Regions from separate parts of the Capra hircus genome. Here region 1 is linked to region 2. A link is a contact called in public Hi-C data. All regions are on one chromosome and are shown on one strand. Each heading gives the region's core, a stretch centred on a gene start, on an enhancer-like site or on the middle of the called end of the contact. The rest is flanking DNA. Distances are from core to core; before and after follow the strand shown.

Evidence for each region. A called contact is a pair of places that touch in the nucleus more often than the background predicts.
Region 1: a Hi-C map of liver shows a contact between it and region 2, with 6 times the contacts expected there. The contact joins two enhancer-like sites. A contact is called at or near these places in 3 of 5 Hi-C or Micro-C datasets (blood and liver).

Annotation. Positions count from the first base shown.
Region 1 is chr3:27,971,310-27,978,231 of ARS1.2, forward strand. No RefSeq gene overlaps it. Among named protein-coding and RNA genes, the nearest start is that of DMRTB1, 46 kb to the right of the region's middle. Within about 2 kb of position 2,817, at least 1 of the 5 cell types and tissues checked has an H3K27ac peak or open chromatin away from gene starts, as enhancers often do.
Region 2 is chr3:27,846,315-27,853,651 of ARS1.2, forward strand. LRP8 (low-density lipoprotein receptor-related protein 8) reads right to left here. Exons shown (of 18, transcript XM_018044342.1): 5 at 5,910-6,032; 6 at 1,816-1,935; 7 at 1,615-1,740. Among named protein-coding and RNA genes, the nearest start is that of MAGOH, 34 kb to the left of the region's middle. Within about 2 kb of position 2,982, at least 1 of the 5 cell types and tissues checked has an H3K27ac peak or open chromatin away from gene starts, as enhancers often do.

The DNA of each region.
Region 1 (6,922 bases), core at 1,567-4,066, 120 kb after region 2:
CCTCGGTACCTGCTCAGAACCACATGGCCAGGAGCCACTGGACAAGTGCTGGATGCCGTAGGCACCCAAACCAAACGTTTGCAAAGTAGGAACCTGATGTCTTTGTGTGTAACCTCTCTTCCTCCTGGTTCTCTCTGCCTCGGTGAACGGCATGATCCTGGCCCCCTGGCTCATCCTCACTCCTCTTTCTCCCTCTCCCAACAAATCCAGTCCACTTAGGGAGTCCCATAGGAGAAGCCTGCTAAGTTCTTCTTGGATCTGTCCACTTCTCTCTTCCTATTACCTATACAACTTCAGGCTCTTATATCTGACTTGTTCCCTCCCATTCCCCACCTACATTCCTTTGGCCTTAAACTTCCCTAATGTGTAGCAGAGAGGAGATTTTTAATTGCAAGTGACCTAAAGCTAACTCAAATTGGCATGAGCAAAAAAAAAAAAAAAGAATTTCTTGGCTCATATAACTAAAAAGTTCAGCTGTGGCTTCAGGCCTAGCTGAATCCTGGAGACTGAATGATGTCAATAGGACCCAGTCTCTCTGCTTTGTTTATTTTCATTAACCAGTATACGGTTTAGGATGACCTCACTTTTCTCACTTCATCAGGCCTAGAAGAAAGAGATTCCTTTCTTCCCTACAGACATAACAGAGTCCACTGACTGTCATGGGCCCCACACCCATCCCTAAGCTAGTCACCGGGGCACAGGTGTGTGCAGTGTTCTGAGCATGTGTGGGTCACAAGCTCACCCTTGAGGTCAGACATGCAGCTGAACACTATCTAAACCAAATAGACTGCAAGTAAGGGAAGGAAAGTTCCTCCAGGAAAATCCATGTCTCTGTCAGGGTGGGTAAGAAGGATGTGAAGTTGATGTCAACCCTGCTTTAGACAGGAAAGCCTAGCAAAGGACAGGAAATCATAAAAAGGTTTGCTGAGCAAAAACAGTGTTAATTATAGTCATTTACATAACACATTTTCTATTTCTGCCCGATTATCCCCCTATACAATCGCCTTCACACGTGTCTTTGAGTAGGTGTGGGATTCACTCTGTGTATGTGGTATTTAATCACAGTGCTGAACTCTGGTCATATGATGCTTATCTGCACAGTGCACTGCGTGCTCCTGAGCAAGGCTGCCTGCTTTCACCCTAAAATAACCGAAGCAGGTCTCCCCCCAGCCCCACAGTACCCTCCGCCCCCACGGGGTGGTTCTGGGATAACCTCGGAACTGACTTTAGGATGAACTTGACCTGAACCCTTGACCAGAGCCCGAACTGCCACTGCAGGTGTCCTGAGAGTAGGGCTCCAAGATTCTGATACTCCTACTGGCGTGAAGAGCCCCTGGGAGTGATGGTTGACTGGGCTCTAAGAAATGGCTCTGGTGATTGCTCTGGGAACCTCTTCCAATCACCCCCTGCCCCAGCCCTAACCCTGAGATTGTCTATCCCCCTTCCTCAATGAAAAAGCTTCTCCTGGTGGGGTCTTTTCAAGGATCCCTTACTCCAAAAGACTAGGCTTGGTCTAGGGTTTCAGGTGCAGAAGGGCTTGTCTGAACACGATTTTCTGAAGACATTTCACCATCTAGATTTTAGGGGGAAGAGGAAGAGCATAAACACTAATTTTGAGTCTATGCAGAATATAATTCCTGGGTGATCCTGTGGTCGAGTCCAAAGTCATCTGTCCTGGGGCGCCCCCTCCTGGCCGTCATTATGAATGCCGTCCAGCTAAGCTCGGGCTTCCGCTGTGTGGACAGAGGCTCAGGAGGGCAGATGGAGAACTGCTCTGTTCTTCAGTCCCGAGGCCTTCCAGGCCCGCGAGGAAGTCCTGGGTGTGGGCAGGCAGTACCCCAGAAACCTGTGACTGGCATTTTCTCCTCTCCCTCTTCAGCAGGCAGAGTGGCTCCAGCCTGGACCTGCCACAGGATGACTGGGAGTCTCTTCATCGTCTGCTCACCTGCGAGGCAGGGTCTGCACACACTCACGGCTGCGGGGTGTTGTCTGAGGTGGGCAGCAGGGCTGCACATAGTTCACAAAGCGCTTCTGTAGCTGTTGCTCAAGACAGTGCTCACACAAGCACGCTGTAAGAGCCACGGGCACACGTGTGTACCAAGTCGCTTCAGTCGTGTCCGACTCTTTGTGACTCTATGGACTGGAGCCCATCAGGCTCCCCTGTCCATGGGATTCTCCAGGCAAGAATACTGGAGTGGGTTGCCACGCCCTCTTCCAGGGGATCTGCCTGACCCAGGGATCAAACCCGAGTCTCTTATGTCTCCTGCAATGGCAGGCGGGTTCTTTACCACCTGGGAAGCTGTAAGAGCCACATACACCCTGAATGTGTTGGTGTGGCTCATGTATTGATAAGTCACCTGTCACGGGGACTTCTCTGTACAGTGGACGTCTGATTATGTTGCTCTCCTGGGGCCTGGCCGTTCATTGCCTTAGGAGAGTCCAAAGTCCAGGAGGCTCCTAAGCCTTCAAGACCTGGGAGGGCCCTCGCGGGTGGCCTCACGCCTTATTCTCCAGGAAGAACTGGTCACTGCCTGCTCTGAGCCTCCCTACACCATGCTGAGCTGCCTCCTGCCTGCCCTGACTCAGGGTGGTCCCCTGGACTCTTCCTTCCTCCCCGCTTCTCAGCCGTGGCCCCGCTTAGCCTGAATGTCGTCTCTACCAGGAAGCCCCTCTCACCTTCTGTCAGGGCCAGTCCATCCTTGGCTCCCGCAGCTGGGGATTCCCTCTGTCCAGCCTGACATAACTGTGTGCAGCTGGCCCTGCCAGCCCCATCCGAGTCTGAGCCCCTCCAGGGAAGGGCCTGGCGTCCAGGACAGGCTCAGCGTGGGGTGGGGGAAAGGAAGCAGGCTGTCCTCAGGAACCTAGCCAGGACAACATCTAGCTGGCAACCTGCTGGGCAGGAGCCAGGGACCTGCTGGGCAGAAGCCAGGGACCTGCCACTTGCCTTATCTGTGAGAGCTGTAGTCAGAGATGCCCCTCCTGGGGGAACTGTCTCTAGACTCATTCAATCACACGGTGAGTACCAGTGGCTGTGGAGCATGGGGAGGGCTCCCTAGAGAGCGGCCCCTCCCCAAAGACACTGAAGGGACCCCGCCCGCCTGCACGAAGGCAGTGATTGGGACCCAGCAACAGCCGGTGGCTGCTACCCTCATTCACTCACTCATTCATTCACTAATTTTTTTTTTTCAGTGATCAGCTGTGTAGAGGTATAATTCACAAACAATACAGCTTATCTATTTGACATAGTCTGAGAAATTCTGATAAAGTGTAGCTACCACCCCGTAAGAAACAGGGCATTTCCGTTCTCCCCTAAAGTTCCCTGGTGACCCTTTGTGGTTCATGCCCTCCACTCCCAGCCCTGGCCACACTAGTTCCCCTGACTCTCTCCTTATAGCTTTTCCTTTTCCAGAGTATCATAGAAATGAAATCATACAGTGTGTGTCCTGATATTGGCTTCTTTCAGACGTTGTTTTTGAGATTCATCACTGTTGTTGCGTGTGTTGATGGGTCACTACTTTTTATGCTGAGTTGTATTCTGTGATGAAGATGTGTTAGTTCAACCCAAGCCCCATTTGAAGGACCACCCAACCTCCTTCCCTCTTAAGGAAGAATAATTAAAGGTCTTAAAGCACTGTGTGGATGTGGTTCTGGGAGAGAAGGGGTGGCAGGGCCCCTTCCAAAGGGGACGGTCAGGACAGGCCCCCACTCCTAAGAGCTTCTCTAACCAGGTCATTGTCGCCATTCCCAGCGGGGCTGGGGCAATGATTTTTTTTCCTGGCTGCATTCCCAGATCTGATGAAGAGCTTTCCCCAACTGAAGTCTTTTGAGCAGCACATTCATTTAATTTTCTCTGTGTGGATGTTCTTTTTTTCAGCAGGCAGGTATTAAAGGTTATGAAAAAGCGGCCTCCGCTCTCCTGGATTATGCCTGCTCCTCCTGAGCGGGGCAGAGAAAGTGGGGCGTCAGCTGGGACAGCCAACATGTGAGGACCCCTGCTTGTCCCAATGAGCAGCAGTTGCATGGGTCCGCTTCTTTCTCTGGCGGGGGTGGCCTTGGTGGGAAAGCCCCTCCACCCACAGTGATAACGTGTGGCCCTGGGGGAGTCGGGACCATGTGGATGAGATGAAGAGTCAAAATGAGAGAGACAGAGAGAGAGAGATGCAGAGCCCTGGCTTGGGCCAGCTGTGTCCTCAACAGGAGACCTGGCTTCTCAGGGCCTAAGTTCTGGGGGCCTGAGTAGGAGGGGACTCACAGTTCTTAGTTGTAGCGAAGCTAGCACCATAAAGACCCAGTTCAGGTCCCAGTATATATTCACTGAGGGACCCTGGCCAAGTCATTTAGCTCCTCTAGACTCAGTCTCTGCATTTGTAAAATGTGAGGTCACGCAAATGTCCTTTGAGCAGAAAAACAGAGGCATCACCCCATACCTCCTGCTTGGCCCTGCCCTTACTCCTTTTTTCTGAACATCATTAAAATGGTGATAACAGGCACCCCCACCCACACATCAATTTGGTGTCCCTTGGCCCATATCCCTTTAGGGATTAGGGAGTCAATACTCTGAAAAGCCAAAGTTTAGATGACTGGTGCATTAACAAGACTGTGTGTGTGCCAAGTTGCTCCAGCCGTGTCCACTCTGTGACACCCTATGGACTGCAGCCTGCCAGACTCCTCTGTCCATGGGATTCTCCAGGCAAGAATACTGGAGTGGGTTGCCGTGCCCACCTCCAGGGGAATCTTCCCGACCCAGGGATCGAACCTGAGTCTCTCAGGTCTGCCTGCATTGGCAGGCAGGTTCTTTACCACTAGCGCCACCTGGGAAGCCCCATTAACAAGAATACTCCTCTATTAATTCTCTTGCTGGCATCTCAACTCTCTCTCCTCTCCTTGACCGTGCATGCAAGACTGTGAGCAAGCGACTTAACCTCTTTCTGCCTCAGTTTTCTCATCTGTAAAATAGGGAAAATCCTAACACTAACCTTCATAGGACTTCTGTGAGTATTCAATAAGATAGTCATAAAATGTGCAGTGTTTCAAATGTTGCCTCAGACAAGGCAAGCACTCAGTACAAGCTTGCGGCAGTGGTGGTGATGATGGTGGCGGCGGCGGTGGTGAGGGGTTTGTCCTTCCAAGACAAGGCCTGCCCCATCATGCGGCTACCTACACCTGGCCTGCTGTGCAAGGCTGGAGGACTGGCCACCGGCCACAATGCAGCTATCCCTCTATCTGTCGCTGCCCCGGTGCAGCCTCTGACCAGCCTCCCCGCACCATACGGCTAGTCTCTCCCTCCACTGGGGATGGTGGGTTTGATGATGGACTCACACCCTTCAAAATTAAAAGGACTTCGGTATGTATTCTAAAAGCCGAAAACCCAACTAACAAAACGTTTTTGATGTTTTAACCCCTCAATGTCATGGTTGTCTTTGCTCTGGATCAGTACTAACTTCCTTTCTTATCGAGCATAGTTGAATTTCCTTTCCAATTATGTTTAATTATATTGTGTTTATTTTACCTCCTGCTCTTAAAACGCATGTTTAGAACACTTTTCAAACAGTTAAAATTTGTTTGCTTGTGAGAAAAGACCTCCCTCTCTTGGGGGATCCCAAAACAGTTTCTGGGAAGCTGGTGAGGGTGGATCTCCATCTGGACTCATGAATAAAAGAGACCTGGAAAAATCGGGGTGCTGAGGTCTGAGGCGGGCCCATCTCTGTGCCCAGTGTACGTCTCTTTTTTTCCTGCACAAACGCACTTCCGGGAACCATGTCATACCCCACAGCATCCCGGTTGCCAGGTAATACTCGCCACACAGAAGGCTCCTGGGGAAAGTGTGAGCAATAATCCTTTTCTCATTGCTACCAGCTATGCAGGCTCTACTCTGTACGAACCCCGTGCTCTTTTTACCTCCCACCCTCACAGCATCAAGTTGTGGGTGTGACCATCCATTTCACAGTTATTATCCTCATTTTGCAGAAAACAGGCCCAAGGTCCAACACAAGTCACCAAGTTACCACCATGCTCAGGCGTAGGGTGGGAACTCGGGGAAACTCTGGACTCCAGGACCCACTGAACAGACCTGCGGGGAATGATGGTGTCTGCCCCTCCGCTCTGTGCCTTTACATTTTGTGTCTCGACACTCGGCACCGTGCCTTGTACACTGGTCTAGATTTCTTAAACGTAGAATCTTCTTTGATTGTTTTTTGTATGCAACTTGGTGTTTGGGCACATGCATACCCTCTGAGAAACGATCTCGAGAGTGAATTTATCCATCACCACCACAGGCGTCCTCGTGCCCCTTTGAAACTGCTTTCCTCCTGGCCCCTTCCAGGCAACCCCATCCTCCAAGCCAACACCAGTCTGTTTTCTGTCACTATTGATCAGTATGCACTTTCTAGACTTCCCTACACCCTCTTGTTTTTAATCTGGCTTCTTTCACTCGGAATAATGATTTTGAGATTCATTCATGGTGTGATGTGTATTGGTGGCTCATTTCTTGGAATCTTCCTGGAATTCTTGTGATAAGTCCTACACAGTCACAACCTATTAGTCTTTGAATTCTCTTGGCTTTCTAATAGTTTCCTGAGACCTTAAGCATCTGTATTCCTTAGTGCAGGTGGTAAACCAAAATTTGGATCCAGAAGAGACTGGTCAGATAGCCAAGAGCAGCCTAGAAAAACCCTGACGGAAGCTTCAGTGTGCCAGCAACAAGAATTTAGGAAGTGATGTGATTGCGTGAGTCTCTATCCATGTGCAAACCCACATGGGCCCATGATGGGTTCCTATTAATGAGAAGCCAGCAGCTTTGTCCCCTCACTGGCCACAGAGTGGACTTGTGCTGAATTAATTGACATCTCTGTGTGGGGCTTCCTTAAAAGGAGGAAATAACCAGTGGCTTTATTTTACTTTATTTTATTAATTCCATAGAGAA
Region 2 (7,337 bases), core at 1,732-4,231:
TTATCTTCCCGAGGGCAGGAGCTGGGTTAAAGGGTATCTTGAACTGATTTTTACCAAGAGTTGTGACTGTGACAGGTGCCCTGTTTGTTTACGACTGGAGTTTTTGTGGAACTGCACTTTAGATATTGATATGTGGGGGTTGTATATACGTGGGCCATTGTGTGTTGTCTCCACTGCAAGTATATAGTCTCTGTTACACGTCACACCTGTCCTAGGTGGGGAAGGAACTGGTTGCAAGCTACATGTGATGTGCTAATGTATGTGCTGTACATCGTACAGTTTGGGTGCTGTGTGTTTCAGGTTTGCCGGCTATATATCAATTATTGTAGCTGCTTTTGTGCATCTGAATTCCAGGTTCATATATCTAACAGCCTACACAATACTTCCACTGAGATGTCTAAACAGTTTTGTTAAATTTAACATGTCCAAATTAATCCAATATTCTCCCAAACCCGCTTTTACCATCTTTCCCAATGCCTTAAATAGCAATCCCATTTTTTCATTTGGTTAAAAACCTCATGGTCATCTTTGACTCCTTTTTTCAGTTTCACATCCTACATTCAATTCATAAGAAAATCCTGTTGCTTCAAAATAAATCCTGACCTTGAAAATATATTCACATTGTCTACTTTTCATTATCTCCATGCAACACCCTGGTTTAATCCACCATCCCTTCTCTCCGGGCTGACTGCAAGGACCTCTGCAGCAGTTACCCAGCTTCCTCCCCTGCCCCTGACAGTCTGTTCTCCACACAGCCGCTAGAGGGAGCTGGTTAAATTGGAAGGCACCCTGTCCCTTTACTCTGAATCGACCAAAGCTTCCTTCCCCCTGACTGATGGTGAGAGTCAGCCCTTTACAATAGTCAAGAAGGCCTTTATGATCGCCCCAAGTCACCTTGTGGGCTTCATCTCCTCCTACTCGCTTCGCTCCAGCTGCACTGGCTTCCTCTTCGTTATCTCAGCACAGCAGGCATGCTGCTATCTTTGGTTCCTGCAGGTCACGCATGGCTCACCCCTTCTCCTCCTTCAGGTCTTTATGCAAATGTCACCCTCTCAGTAAGGGCTTTCTTGACCACTCTAAAACCGTAAGCCACTGCCCCCTTGGACTGCTCTATTTATATTTCTCCTGAACCCTAATCACTGTCTGCCATGCACTGAACTTTATTTCATGTTTTGATTTCCTGTCTCACCCACTAGAGTGTAAATCCTATAAGGACAGAGATTTGAATCTGCTTTGCTTACTGTTGAGTCTCTAGTGTCTACAACAATGTTAGGTGTTCAGTGTAAACAAATGAATAAAACAAGTGAATTCTATCGGCTGACCTGAAGATCAACGTCAGGTCTGCACACAGCTCTTTGTGTGGGTTGCCTATGCCATGTGTGGCCGGCATGGTCCAGCTTAGATCTGCCATGTGAGTGCAGTCTCTGGGTGGCTCTGTGCAGGGTCAGTGTTGTGTGCACGGTTGCACTGTGTGTGTGCTATATATGGCAACTTCCTATCTGAGTGTGTGAGGGGGTGTGTGTGCACACTCACTCCTCGCATGTCAAGCACGCTGCTTCCTGGACTCCCTCAGAGTTGCTCCCCTGCCCCCCACCTTGTAGTGTCCATACTGACCAACGGCCTTGCAGTTCTTGGTCAGTGTGTCCATCTCGTAGCCAGGGTGGCACTCGCATTTAAAGTAGCCCTTGTAATTGACACAGATCTGGCTGCAGGCATCTGGGTCCTCGCACTCATCGATGTCTGTGGGGAGGAGCAGAGGTCAGAACCAGCAGGAGGAGCTGCCTCTGCTTGAGGGGCTGGGGTGGGGGTGCTCACCACCACAGGTCTTCTGGTCCAGGAGCTGGTAGCCTGCAGGGCACGTGCACTCAAAGCCAATCTTAAGGTCGGTACAGATGTGGGAACAGCCGCCATTGTTATGCAGACACTCGTTCAGGCCTGGGGAGGGACATGGGCTCCTGAGGGTCCAGGAATTGAGACTGGGGTGGGGGAGGGACACGGATGGGCCTGGAGCTGAAGCAGAGACTCAGGACAGCCTCAGCCTCCCCCAGAGCCTCATCGAGCCTCAGCCTCGTTAGCCAGGTGACTGGGCAAGAGGAGGCTCACAGAGGGTCCTTGCTTAAGGCCAGACACACAGACAGGACAGGGTGGAACCAGAACTCGGGTCCTTTGCCTCCCAGGCCAGGACTCTGTCCATCACCAGCCTGGAAGCAGCCAGGCTGCCTAAGGTCTTTCCTTTCACAAACACATTTCTTATGTCTCCTTCCTCATGACCTCAGTAAGCATGTGCCATGTCCAACCCTCAAGTACCTTAAGAATCCCCCGTGAAATGCCCTTGCTTAACCACCTCCAGTCTCAGGAAGCCCACTTCCCCCCGAGGCAGCTGGTGCCACGCAGGGTTGGCCAGAGTCCAATGGCTCCCTCAGCATTTCCTTAAAGCACTGATTCCTGGTCCCCTGCCTTTCACATGTCTTTCTCTGGATGCACTCCATCTGTCCATGCCCCTCTCTGGACGGGGCCCAGAGCTAGTCTGCCACCCAGAGGGGTCTGAACTACAAGGGCTGCCCTCTACTGAGCTTGTGGTTATTTAAGACTGCCAGGCCTCTATCTCCATGGCACTGTTGCTAAATCAGTTCTCTCCCACTGCGAACTATGGTGGACTTTTTCCCCCTCCTCCCCTCTCAGCACCTGTCCCTATTCCTACACTTGGTCACAAGTCTGGTCCCAAGATTACCGACTGCTGCAAGGGATGAAGGGATCTGGTTCCCCCATCCTCCACACCCTCACCATGTCTGGCAGGGTCCTAGTGGAGGTCAGAGAGGCCAGGACCAAGGCTCACCAAGTTCTCACAGCATCTTCTGGGCTTTAGAATCACAGAAGGTTAACTCTTCAAGCCAGGGGAAGGTGCCGTGCCACCCTCTGCCCATTAGACCCCTGCCCCACCACTTCAGCCAAGCCAAGCAGAGCTGTGCCGAGCCAGCCAGGGCCATGCACACAGCCGGTCTGAGCTTCCCACCCCAGGCCATGCATAGCTGTGGGTGCCCCCCCCCTCCAGCCTGAGCCATGCTGGGGGAATGTTCCCCTTTACCCCTGGGCCGCCTTCTGTTTCTCTGGGATGTTGGCAGAACTGAAAGAACAAGACCACGGCAACCCCATGACTGGTGGGCTGGGGGTGACTTGGCCAGGCCCACCACTGGGAAGCCCCAGCCCCTTGGGGTGGGCTGGTTTCTGGAGGGCACCACCTCCAGGAATCTCCCCGTCACTCCCAGCCCTCCCTGACCTCTCCCATAGCACACTGCATACTACTGCCTCAGCGCCGTCCATCACTTGTTCACCTGCTCACTCATGGCCTCAGTCACCATCACTCACTTCCTCCCTCTCCTTCTGCAGGAGCTGCAGTTCAACCACTGTATTTACTGAGCACTGGGTGGAGCGGGAGGTGCCAGATGGCTCTGATGGGGGAAGGGGAGAGTGCCACGTGACTTAGGCTTCCATGAAAGACAAAGGCACAGAGGCCTCCAGGGTTGGGGTGAGTCAGGGTCAGAGAACGGGTAGAGGGTCCCTCAGCCCTGGAGAGCCAGCAGGGAGGCAGAAGAGGGGAGTCTCTGGGCCTTCCCAGTTTGGTCTACCCTGGAGGTGAGTCTGCGGGGGGCCTGCAGTGGGGGGAGGGAGGGAAAGTGGTCCAGAGAGGCCCGAGGGGCATTTGGGGTCCCCGCGGAAGGAAGGGGCAGTGCCCCAGCACCGGTGCACGCCTGCATGCACACACGCCAGCTCACATGCGCAGGCGCATTCTCACAGACAGGCAGCCACACAGAGACACGTGACGCAACTCCCTTGCCTTCCTCCGAGGAGGAGTCACGGATACAGACACTGGTCTCTCACCAGCACAGAGACACAAACACATGCGTACATACGTCTCTTTGGAGTGTCATGCAAAAGACAAGAGAGAAGAGGGTTCAGCAGGTTAGTAGTCTCCGGTAGGGCGCCTAGGCTCGGATGTTCCTGCCGCCCTATCCTCTTTTCCATGACTTCCTTCTTCTGGGACTTTTCAGGGCAGAGGCTGGGGGGAGTCTGTCACCTGCAAGCTCAGACGAAGGCCCAGTGACCTTCTCCCAGCTTCTCTTCCTCTCCGAAATCAATTTCCCAATTCTCAACAGGGGCAAAAGTGTGCTGTTTCAGGAAGCTCAAGGGAATGATCTGCTCTGAAGACCCAGGAGGGAGGGTGCTGGGTGGAAACGGGCCTGCCAAGAAGGCAGGGGAGGGAGGATCTGACCTAGGCTCTGTCCACTCAGGTGTTCTCTGTCCAAGCTGCTGACCTCAGAAATGAACCTTCCTAGAGCCCACCCTGAGTTTCCCACAAGCTCTTGGTGATGTCCGCCCACCTGCAATCCAGACTCTCCTGCTCCTTTTAGCTGGGAACCGGGCCCGACAGCTCTGGCTGTCAGGGCAGCCACCTCCTTGCATTCCTTGCTTGGGTCCAGCCTGTGAGTCTGGTCTCCCAGAAAGTTCCTCAGGGCACAGGACGGTGCCACCCTCTGCTGCTGGGTCTGCCCTATCCTTACCCAGGCCTGGCTTGAGCCCAGTGACCTTCATCTGTGCCTCGTCTGGCCACCCGCTGGCTGTTCCCCACCTCTTCCACTGCAGGGTCCCCTGCTGTGGGGGCTGGAAGGCCTCAGAGGCCAGGGCCCTGGCTAGGACAGCAGGGCAGAAACAATGAGAAAGAGAGAAAGTTCCCAAGTGAGCACACACTCAGAGGTCTGAATCTGAAACAACTGAAGAGAGGCTGTGTTTACGAGAGGAAGCACAATTTTGAGCATTTGGAAAGGAAAGGCCCTTAGATTTGCAGAAACACAGAACAAGAGGCCCCAAAGGCAAAGAGCCCCTTCTGAGACCACGGGACAGCACATGTGCAGAGGGGCGGGTGAGGGCTATGGCCTGAGGGCCGGGAGGGGGTGTCACGGGGGGTTGGTCCAGCAGCCGGACGGAGACAGGTACTGTACCACACTCTTTCAGAGGCTCATCCGACCAGTCCCGGCAGTCCCTCTGAGCATCACACACTTTCCTGCCGTCCACGCACTCGCCACTCTTACACTGAAATCTGCGGGGACCCTCACATGTTGACTCTGTCGGGCCGGACAAGAGAGTGGACAGCACCTGTGAGACCTTAGGCAGGGAGGGTTGGGGTGGGCTGGGCCTGTGGGAGGTGAGGAGAGCTCCAGACTCAGCCCCCACCGGCCTCCAGTCGGTGGCCCAGGATTGACAGCTGAATACAGGGCTGGTGGGAGCTCTGTTCACAGGACAGGACCTCAAGGATAACCAGGATCATGGAGGTGGGCAGGGTGTGGGAGTCTACATCTGAACTACCAGCATTAGGGACCTTGGAGGGAAATGCAGCCCCTCTACAGACACCCTGAGGGCTGCAGGGACCATCTCCCGAGGGGGCCTATGCTCCAGGGGTCCTAGACTGGGGAGGCCACCTCACCGCCCAATCCTTGATCCACTTCTCCAGATGACCAGGGGCTCAGGGTCCCTACTCCTGCAGGGTGATGACAGAGAGCCACCTGAGAATTAAGGGGGCCCCTGGGGAGCAGGATCCTGCCTCTGCCCAGCCCAGGAACCAGTTAGTGAAGCTGCTTGTAGGTGCAGATGGAGACAAAGGGTGGGGGCTGGATCTCCGCAGTGCCTTCACACCCCTCCCCCAGGCCTCTTTCAGCTTCTGCGAAGTCCTTAGGCTCCAGTTCTAGTGCCACGTGGACCCGCAGGGAGGGGCTCTGGGTGGTTTAGGGACAAGTAATACTCTGGGGGAAGAGGCATCATAAGGGCCCAGGGGTGGTGTCTCCCAACTCCGCTCTCTCCAGGGAGCCAGGGGAAAGCTCAGCCGGTGCCGTCCCCTTGCCACTGACCACACTCACCCTGCAGGCAGCCAGTTTCATCACTCCCGTCTGGACAGTCCTGCTCCTGGTTGCAGCGCTTGATGGCAGGCACACAAGTCCCATCCCCGCACTGGAACTCATCTCCACGGCAGGTGCCTAGTGCTGCCAGGGGAGGGTGAGCAGAGAGGGTCAGCGCCCTCAGGTGCTGGGAAAGCTCTGCTCCCCCACCTCCAGCCCCACCTCCACTCCACATCCACCCCGGGCAAGAACAGAACCAGTCGCTGAGCTTGGGAGTCTTCGGAGGACACCTGGCCAAGGCACAAGATGGGGAGACTGAAGCTCAGAGAGGGGGAAGGCCTCACCCAGGGTTACACAGCACTCTGGCAGGCAAAGCCAGCACTAAAACTCAGGTCTCCTGTTTCCCTCTCTACCGGCTCTCCCCAGGGCCACCCCTCCGGAACAGACACATGAACTTCTTTGGAATCTCAGTGCTCATTACTTAATGACCTCACCCTTTCAGCAAACCCTTCCTCAGTGCCCAGGATGTAGGGGTGGGGGGCACAGATTACTAAGAGCCTCCCCTTCCTCTAAGACCTCAAGGGTGCAGAGCAGGGCTGAGGGGCAAAGGAGATCATTGTGTGGATGTGTTGACAAGGTGGCCAGGAACCTGCAGGAGCTCAGGGGAACCCAGCCGAGCAGGGCCCATCAGAGGAAACTGAGAGAAGCCTTGAAGGATGAGCAGGCCCAGGAGGTAGGGAAAGGTCGGGTGGGGGCTCTTCTTTAGTGTACCAAGGTGTCTGGCATTGGAACCAGTGGGTGACTGCTTGGGCCAGGGAAGGCAGAGGTGGGAAGTATGACAGGGGCAGGGGCGCATCCCGGAGGGTCACAGGTACCTGTGAACACCCTGAGCTCCGCAGCTTAGCAGCCATGTGACCACACACACTTCACGTTTCCCCAGTTCTGTCGCCCCCGTTAAACCAAGACTAGGGTCGGAGTAGGGCGAGAAGAGGCGGCCCCCTCTGCGGACCGTGGCGCACCCGCGGCCCTGGGCGATATGGGGGCGGGCGGGGGCTTACGGCAGTCGGCCTCGTCCGACTTGTCCTTGCAGTCGCGGTCACCGTCGCAGCGCCAGCCCAGGTGCACGCACTCGCCGCTGCGGCAGGCGAACTGGGCGGCGGCGGCGCAGGCGGCCGGCGCGGGCGTGGCCCGGGGGCCCGCGCGGCCGCACAGCTCGGGCGCCTCGTCCGAGCGGTCCTCGCAGTCGAATTGGCGGTCGCAGACCCAGCGCTCGGGGATGCAGGCGCCGCTGTCGCCGCTGCAGCGGAACTCGCGGGGCCCGCAGGCCGGGTCGGCGCAGCCGCGCTCGTCGCTGCCGTCGCCGCAGTCGTCGTCGCCGTCGCACACGAACACGGCGGCCAGGCACGAGCGGTTGCTGCACTGGAACTCGTGCGGGGCGCACACTGCGCG